Linked DNA regions of Mus musculus: region 2 is linked to region 1. A link is a contact called in public Hi-C data. All regions are on one chromosome and are shown on one strand. The core of a region is the stretch at or near the end of the contact, and the rest is flanking DNA. Distances in the headings are between cores, read along the strand shown.

Evidence for each region. Hi-C and Micro-C count contacts between places; a contact is called where the count stands out from the background.
Region 2: a contact with region 1 is called in a Hi-C map of cerebral cortex, with 2.2 times the contacts expected there. The contact joins two enhancer-like sites. A contact is called at or near these places in 3 of 484 Hi-C or Micro-C datasets (the G1E-ER4 cell line, cerebral cortex and olfactory sensory neurons) and 4 of 115 datasets of contacts at active chromatin or transcription factors (astrocytes, embryonic midbrain and embryonic stem cells).

What each region holds. Positions count from the first base shown.
Region 1 is chr13:99,442,253-99,446,540 of GRCm38.p6, forward strand. Map1b (microtubule-associated protein 1B) reads right to left here. Exons shown (of 7, transcript NM_008634.2): 3 at 1,962-2,044. Among named protein-coding and RNA genes, the nearest start is that of 6430562O15Rik, 32 kb to the left of the region's middle. Within about 2 kb of position 2,344, at least 68 of the 459 cell types and tissues checked have an H3K27ac peak or open chromatin away from gene starts, as enhancers often do. A contact at or near this core is called in cerebral cortex, where this site is marked.
Region 2 is chr13:99,759,498-99,763,785 of GRCm38.p6, forward strand. No RefSeq gene overlaps it. Among named protein-coding and RNA genes, the nearest start is that of Gm24471, 69 kb to the left of the region's middle. Within about 2 kb of position 2,509, at least 31 of the 459 cell types and tissues checked have an H3K27ac peak or open chromatin away from gene starts, as enhancers often do. A contact at or near this core is called in cerebral cortex, where this site is marked.

The DNA of each region.
Region 1 (4,288 bases), core at 1,094-3,593:
TTCCTACCCAGGATTCCTTTCTTGCAGTCCTTCCAGAGCAAGCACACCATGACAAATGCAGACTGCAGCGTTTGCATCAAGAAGCTTGACGGGACAGGGGACAGAAGAAAAGGCGACCCTTGAGTGGCGATCTGAGAAACTGAATTGAAAATAACTTACGCAAAAGAACCTTTGCTGGCAGGGAGGTGGGGGAGGGGGGCCAGTTGTCCTCTGCGGGAGCACTACCCTCTGAACCAAGGTTCTGAATTCAGTTCATGAATGTTTAGCACACACTACGTGCCCTGCATCATGTTCTGCACCAGGGAAAATTCAAAACTAAACAGGCCATGACCCCTGCCCATGAACCCCACAGGCCACACTCATAGAAAAGCATGCATACCTAAGCAGTTGTCTCAGGCTCATGTGGCCCACAAAGTAGCTTGATACTTCCAACAAAAGCTTTTAAACAAACAAAAAACAACCAAAAAACAAAAAACAAAACAAAACTCCTGTTTCACAGCTAGGCAGTCTACCTGGGTACATACTAGCCCTCCGGCTTCTGGGTGACAGAAAGTGCCCCTGGGTTTTCTGTGACTTCATGCCTAATTGGATTGTCAGAGCTTTTGCACGCAGAAGTAGGTCAAAACAGGCCCGATTACGATAGCCCCAAACCGAAAGCAACGAAAGTGGCAGAAACTAAGAAATGAGTTATCAGATGTCTACAAAAGGATGCCACACAATGGTCGAAAGGAGTGCGGGACCAACGTGCTACACTTGGACTAGATCATGACGCCACTAAGCTAAGTTAAGCTCCACAAAAGAGGCCACATGTTGTATGATGCCATTTGTATGAAATGTCTAAGACAGGAAAAAATCTGGAGAGAGAAAATAGGGATTGTCAGAAGCTAAGGGGCAGTGGGATAACTGCTAATGGGTTTAGGAAATTTTGGGGAGTGACAGGCATGTTTTGGAGTTAAACTGCTCATTTTTATAATAATTCTTAAAAAAAAAACACCCACAAAACTACACACTTTCAGTGAATGAGTCTATGGTTCATGAATTACATCCCAATTTGAAAACCTGAATAGTCAGAGTTGCTAAGACACCGGCAGAAGACACACACAGCCTAGGCTAGGATGTTGCCAGGGCCTTTGGTCCTTAATGCTCAGGAAGCAACTCTATCTCAGAGGAGGTGGAAGAGGAGCTCTATCAACGCTTGGCCTGAGGGGACCAGAGATTCTCTTGGCTTCCTCCAAATTCTTATGTCAGGGTGGGTCCTGAAATTGCCAATTACTCTCTCTAGTAGTAAGTATTCTCATGTGATGCTAATGATACAGCAGCAGGAGCCAGCATGTACATCTTAGTCACTATGTGCCACACTTCTTCTAAGCCCTGAGCACTTCAGAGAGCATTACATAGGAGCATTAAATTCAGGGGCTATTATGATCTCCTTCACAGGGAGGGGCAAACCGAAGCAGTAAGATAACTTGACCGACCTTGGATGATGAAACCAGGTGATTTGACCTGGGCTAGAGACCATGTTTCTGAGGCTGGCCTGCCTTCCAAGGGTAGCTAGTGCTGGCCTGGATCTCTCTGAACAGGGATGCTATTGGGATGCTCGTCGTCTCTGAGTTCCATCCCTGTATGTGCCAGCCTGGAGCTTGCCGTCTATTTCCTCTGCTACATTCTTGCTCTGCATCCTGGCAACAACATACCCAGTGCATACCCCCCATTCTACACCCCTCAACAAACATGCTTCCAGCTGGCACTGTTCGCTTGTGTCCTTAATTGAAAGAGGCTTCTGGTGAGCTGGTGCTATGATACTAGATGCAGAGAAGCAGGCTCTGGGCATCGAGGAAGCCTAGGACCTGGGACTTACCCCTTGTACATCTCTCTCCAACTCCCCCACCTATCTAGCCCCTTTGATCAGCCAAGTCCCCATCCTTGGAGGCTCTAAGACCTCCCAGAACTGAAATACTCACCTCAGTGCTGACGGCTTCATCTGAAGGGTTGATCAGAACGACTGTTTCTAAGACGTCACTTCGGTGATGAAGAATCTTTTGTCCTGAAGGCACAAAAAAAATACACAAAGAAGAGACCTTTAGCTCTTCCAGATGAAAGCGGCTCGCCTACTTCTGGGACAGCAGAGAAATTTCCAACTCAGATGTGGCCCTGGAAGCTGGGAAACACAGTGGATGCTACTGAGCACGAGGGTGTGCACACAACAGGCTCAACTGGAGCTGGGGTAGCCTGGGGCCCCCAGGCTTTTACACTGGGTCTTTCATGGTCGATGGCTAGGCAGCCTCCTGACCCAATGGCCGGGTTTTCATCAGAGACCAGGGAGGGGTGCCAGGAAAACTCAGTGGAGCTCTTGACATTTCCTTTCTCATGGTAATTGGGGATGTTTCTCCCTAACGTCCTTTCTTCTGGTGAGAACGGCGCGGAGATTAATTAGGAGCCTCATTGTGAAGTGAATGACGGCCAGAAACCCGACTAACAATTAACCCAGCAGCCAGAATGGCTGTCTGAGGCAGGCTTACGGTCTGTTGGGGTATTCACTAATTAATTCACTTGCTTGTAGGAAAGTGAAGAAACAGTGGGCAAAAGAGAAGTGGAAGGCTACCCTCCCCCAGGACAGGGTGGCCAAACTGCCCCACAAGACAAAACTGAGGGAGAACTAAAGTAAGGTGTGGTTTGGGATGAGGGAGTTTAAGGATGCTCTGCAGGGCTCTTGATATCTCCCACTCCTTACAGCACCATCCTGTGCTGGTCAGCCTCAGGCTTAGGTCAGCAGAGACCTATGGATTGCCTTCTACAAACATTACCCTGCCTTGACAAGGAGATGAAAGCCATCCAGTGAATGTAGCCAGAGTCGCTGATGTATGCTTTACCAGCAAACAACGGACAGAGAGGGGCGTTCCCTCGGAAATGTGGGAGGAAGCCACGTGGTTGGGAGGGAAAGCACGCCTGCTGTTTGGAAGTACAATGAAGCCTGGAAGACTGGAAGAAACAGGAGCTTCTGAGGGAGATACCAACAGAGAAAAACAGAAGGAAAGTAGATCTAGGGTTCTTGGAAAAGCTAAAACAGAATCCTGTATGAACTGCCATTTAATTGGTTGGTGCAAGTTGAAAGTAGGAACCTGAGCAAATATTTCTGTGCTAATGTTAATTACAGCATTATTTTAATAGCCAAAAGATAAAATAACCCAAGTGTCTGGGTTAGATGTGGTCTACCCACAACGGAATACTAGTCAGAAATAGAAAAAAAAAAAAATCAAGCTCTGCTAATGTTACAAAGATGAACTAGAACATAAGGGGGAAAAAAAAGCTGAACACAAATGGATACATAAAATAGTACTTTATGCCCATGAAATACCCAGAATAAGTAAATTTAAAATAGCAATTACCAAAGGCTAAAGGAGGGGGAATTGGGGAGCTATTGCTTAATGGGTACTATCCCATGTTTGGGGTAATGAAAACATTTTGAAAATGTAAGTGATGACATATACAACCTTGTAGACATATTGATCACTCCTGAGTTGTAGATTTAAAAAAAATAGTTAAAATGGCCAATTTTTCTTTATATGTATTTTATCACAAGATGAAGGATCAATGAGACAGACAAGTAAGCCCTGAAGAAAATACTTTGCGTGCGTGTGTGGTATATGTATATACGCTATCCCAGGAAAGCCATTAGAAAGGAGGCGGTTCCAGGCTCGACTCAGCTGGAGATTTCCCCTTTGTATTATCAAGGATCACAGAAACTAGAAACAGCTGCTTAGAGACATTCTACTCATGTCACCATTATTGATCATCCCTGCTTTTCCTTACAGTAACATTTACCAGTCAACTTTAGGAAGGCAGAGGAGCAGCCCAAACTAAACAATGCTGGTGCCACGCCCTGTTCTGAGACCCATACAGTTTCACTGAATCCCCTGAAGTGCTCTCACACGAGGTACCATGACCATGGCTCACTACTGAAGACAAAGAGTTGACAGAGGACATCGAGTAGCTCAGGACGCCACAACAGGGTCAGGTCAGGCCAGGGTCTGGTCCCAGGCTGCCCAGCTCTAGATCCCTTCTGGATTTAACCACTTCTGATGATGCTAGCTAGTTATCAGAACTTGGCTTTGGCAAAACTGTCATCAGATGCTGAAGAAGAGTTAGGGGAAAGACCAACAGACTAAAAACAACAGATGGGCTTAAAGAAGCAAGATGTCAGCAGAGAATACCGGGTGGTCAGGCGAGGCACAGCACCTATACACAGCAAAGCAAAAATTAAATAGAAACATGAAATGTTCTACTGCAA
Region 2 (4,288 bases), core at 1,259-3,758, 320 kb after region 1:
ATTTAGCAATAGCTACCAAAGCTGCAGATGGATGTGCTCTGGGATGCAGTAATTCCACTTTGGGGAATTCTCTCTACAGACATATTTGCATATCCACAGAACAGTGAGCATACCATTTATTAATTGCAACAGTGCAATCAAGATGGGAGGGAACCTGGATACTCGCTGAAAGGAGCTAGTTTAACTCAGTGCAGCATTTTGTAATAACACCTTTTTTTTAAGTTACTAAAGATGTATTTGTGTGTGTGTGTGTGTGTGTGTGTGTGTGTGTGTGTGTGTGTGGTGTTTACAGCCAGTTGTGAGCTGCCTTACATGGGATGTGGCAACAAACCTCTGTTCCCTGCAACAGCCACCGATGCTCTTGACTGCAGAGCCATTTCCTCATCACCCGAAGACAGTGATTCTTTCTATGTTACTCAGGAATATCTGATTATTACCAAAATATCATAAGTGAATAAAGTCAGGAACAAGATGATGTATAGCTTTGTAATGTTTATATTACCACGAGGGTAAGCAATTTTGTATCTTGCTTACATTTACTTTGTGTTTATTTTCAGAAATCTCTGGGAAGGCAAATAAAAGACTGAAAGTGGTAGTTAGCTAGCTAACCTGAGAACTGGGAACATGAATGCCCCCTTTTTTCACTATAAGCTTTTCATATATACATATATATTTGTGAATGTAAAACAATTTGAGTTTTAGAAAAATTTAAAGCAAAATATCATATGAATCCTTGTGTGGCTTAAATGCACTGCTTTTCTATGTCATTACTAGGTCTACCACTTAGAATGGTTTTGAACATAGCTGCTAAAAGAGTTACAGCTTATTATCCCATAAACAAAGCATCCCCAAATCAAATTGTTCTGGATTGGAATAGCCTCTGCAGTTTCAGACATCACAAAGAGGCAGACAAAGCACTGGAGATGGACAGAAGCTCCTCAACAGACATTCTCCTCCATCCACGGGGTCAGTAGCACCTGACGTGTCTGTACCTGAGCCGCAGTAGGGACTGGCTTGTGATTGCAGTAGGTCAGAAACTCTACCTAAGGAGTAATATGGAGCAGAGTGCAGTCGTCAGGAAGTGTTACATCCAATCACAGATGAGGAAGTGGGATACAGAGAAGTTCAATGACTTGCCAGAGGTCACAGTTAGTAAGACCTGAAGCTGAGGTTCACAAAGTCAGCGATCCCAGGAAGCGCCTAGGGTTTTACAATCCAACTTCAATGTTGGCAGGAGGTTGAGTCCTTCAGCAAGGAAGAAGGAGGTGTCCTGGTTGTTTTTATGCCCAATTTGGCACAACCAGAAATCACCTGGATGGATAGTGTCAGTTGAAGGATTGCCCAGATCAGAATGGCCCGTGACCACACCTGTGGGGTACTGTTGTAACTGTTGATTGGTAGAGAAATGGTATGCTACTCAATACTCTGAGCAGTGCCAGAGTCCCAGGTGGCCCTGGGTTGTATAATAAAACTGACTGACAAGAGTCAGAGGGAGTGGGCCACTAAGCAACGATTCTTCATTTCCTGCTAGAGTTTGGTGATGAACTATGACCTGGAATGTAAGCCAAATAATGTCCCCCCACCCATCCCCCCAAGTTGCTTTAGGTGGCATTGTTCACCATGGAAACAGGAAAGCTAAGATCAGTAAGATTGGCTATTGGATGTGTAACCAGAAGTGCCTCCCTTAGAACTAAATGGTCCAAGCTGCAGCTATCAACTAGCAAAGAGCAAGCTATCACTGATGGACACTGGCTGTTTGTACACACTTCTCCATGTCCTTGCTAGACCTGTGTCTCAGTTGTCAAGTATAAGAAAAAAACTGATCAATACCTGAGACCTTTCTGCAGGCAAAGGCAGGAGAAACTCAACCTAGAGAAAACTAAACTGGTAATGACCATACCTATCAGGGACATTGTCATGAGGGCCAAGAAATGGACATGGTTCCTTCCATGGACAACACTACAACAGGCATCTAGAGATCTTGAAGACCTCAGGCTGCTCACGGGGCTGCCACATACCATGGTTCTCCTGTAGGCTATGGCTTTCTGCCCAGAAGAACTGGTCCTAGAGTTACAGGTCTTAGCATTTCACGCTCTGGCAATCAGGGAGTCTCTGGTGTGTGGGAAAACCATCCAAGCCTGAACTGCCCAGACAAATCCCACAGCCAGCGTGCACTGCTGCTGATAAGATTATGCTGAGCATTTCCTATTTCAGTCTCCCATCCTCTCTGTGCCTCACTCGATACTTGAAAACCTTCACTTGCTAAAGCTGTCTGAAGCATTCAAGAAAGAGAGAGAGAGAGCAAGAGAGAGAGTGCTTAAATAAAAGCTTCTACCCTCTAGGACTTGACTTCGTAACAGCCATCTCTTTCTTCCTGTGCTAAAAAGACTGGGCTCTCCCCGCAGCATCAATCCAGGAGTTTCTTCATACATTTGTCTGTTCATTGAGTCAGAGGTGCAGTGAGTCAGTTTTCACACCTCTCAGGCACGTTGCCCAGGGAGAGGGGTGGATATATTCTTAGCTGGAGCGCTCTTTGCTCAGGCTTATGTAAATCCCACGGAGGTAGGTGTCTCTAGACTGTGAAAAAGAGGAGACCAGGGTGAGAAGAGTTGGCAAGCGAAGGGGGCCCCTGAATAGTGAGCCAGTCTCCCTGTGGACCAGGCTCACTGCCTGAACATCTGAATAGAGCCACGGAGAATGTCTGCCTCCACTCGGAGTGGAGGAGGCGCAGGGATGTGGAATTCCTAGCCAGATTTCTTACCTTGGAGCTCCAGAACAGTTGGTTTGTGAGCTCCACATTTTCTTCTGACCCTGAAGCAAGGATTGTGGTCAAGTCAAGGAATGATAATGAAATCTGATTATGATGACACCCAAGCACTGAAAGAATAAGGTGGGGCTGGTGAGATGGCTCAGTGGGTAAGAGCACCCGACTGCTCTTCCGAAGGTCCAGAGTTCAAATCCCAGCAACCACATGGTGGCTCACAACCATCCGTAACGAGATCTGACTCCCTCTTCTGGTGTGTCTGAAGACAGCTACAATGTACTTACATATAATAATAAATAAATATTTAAAAAAAAAAAAAAAGAATAAGGTGGAGTGTTTCTTGCTGGCCACCACTTATAAATTTCTATAGAAAGACCATCATCATTGTCAACACACAATGCCAAGAAAAACAGTTATTTATTTCTTCAGTGCAAACAGGCCAACCGTTTTCACATTCTGAAAAGCCCCCTTCAGACTTCACATTTATCTCTGGGGCCCATCAACATTGGCCAACTCACGTCACTTCTCCATGTCCCTGTGGCCATCTTGAGTGAAAAGGTAGATCTAGAAGTTCTGGGCTTCAGAAGAAGACATTGATTCTCTGAGGGTCAAAGCTCTCCCTGGCCCACCCTTGCCTATGGCTTCAGAATCCTTTCTTCTCTAGCTGGCCCTGTCCATCAATGAGTGGAAATGTAAGGCTTCCTCAGAAAAGGTTGCAGCAATGTGCCACCTCTGGGCTTTAAGGCAGTTGGTGAATTATTTATAATGTCTTGAATGACAAAATAAATTCCCCCTCCCAGACGTCTAACCTGAATCCATAGATTCAGCATGTGCATCTGCTACAGTAATAAGAGGGCCTTTTAAGGTGGAATGCAGCTATCAATCCGTGCCTTAAAATGGAAAATTACCCTAGATTCTCTAATTATGAACATTTTTCAAAGCAGAGAACTTCCTCTAGTTAGAGGCCTGAGAGATTCGGCAGGAATGTAAAGTCAGAGGTTGGAAGCACGAGAGGGCGTTCATTGTTGTTGCGGGAGGGGCTACATGGAAAGCTTGACCTGGAAAGGGGAGACTTTAAGACCAAAGTCTTAGCAAGCCGAGAGTCTGCAGCCATCAAGAAACTGAAAAGGTCAGCTCAGGAACTTGGGGAAGGTCATGAAACACTTGCCCCTCTGAGGCTAATGATCATTTCTCAGAAAACAGGGCAGAACCAACCAGCTGGATGGAACACATTCCAGGACTCTGTGTTGTTCACCTTCAGACAATGGAAGTCCTTGTCACCTCATTCCCTAAAGACCAATCAGTTTAAAGGGTGCACTGTTTGGCCAATCATATTGTGCCTAGTTGCTGATGCTCTATTCTGCCCCTGGAAACCATATGAAAACTCACCGAAAGGGTGTTGGGGGGTGTCACCTCTCCTTCAGGTCTGGGATGACCCCAGTGCACTGGAACAATAAATTCCTCTTGCTTTTTGCATCGATTCCAGCTCCACGTGTTTCACTCCAAGGGGTCCCCGGTAAGCTA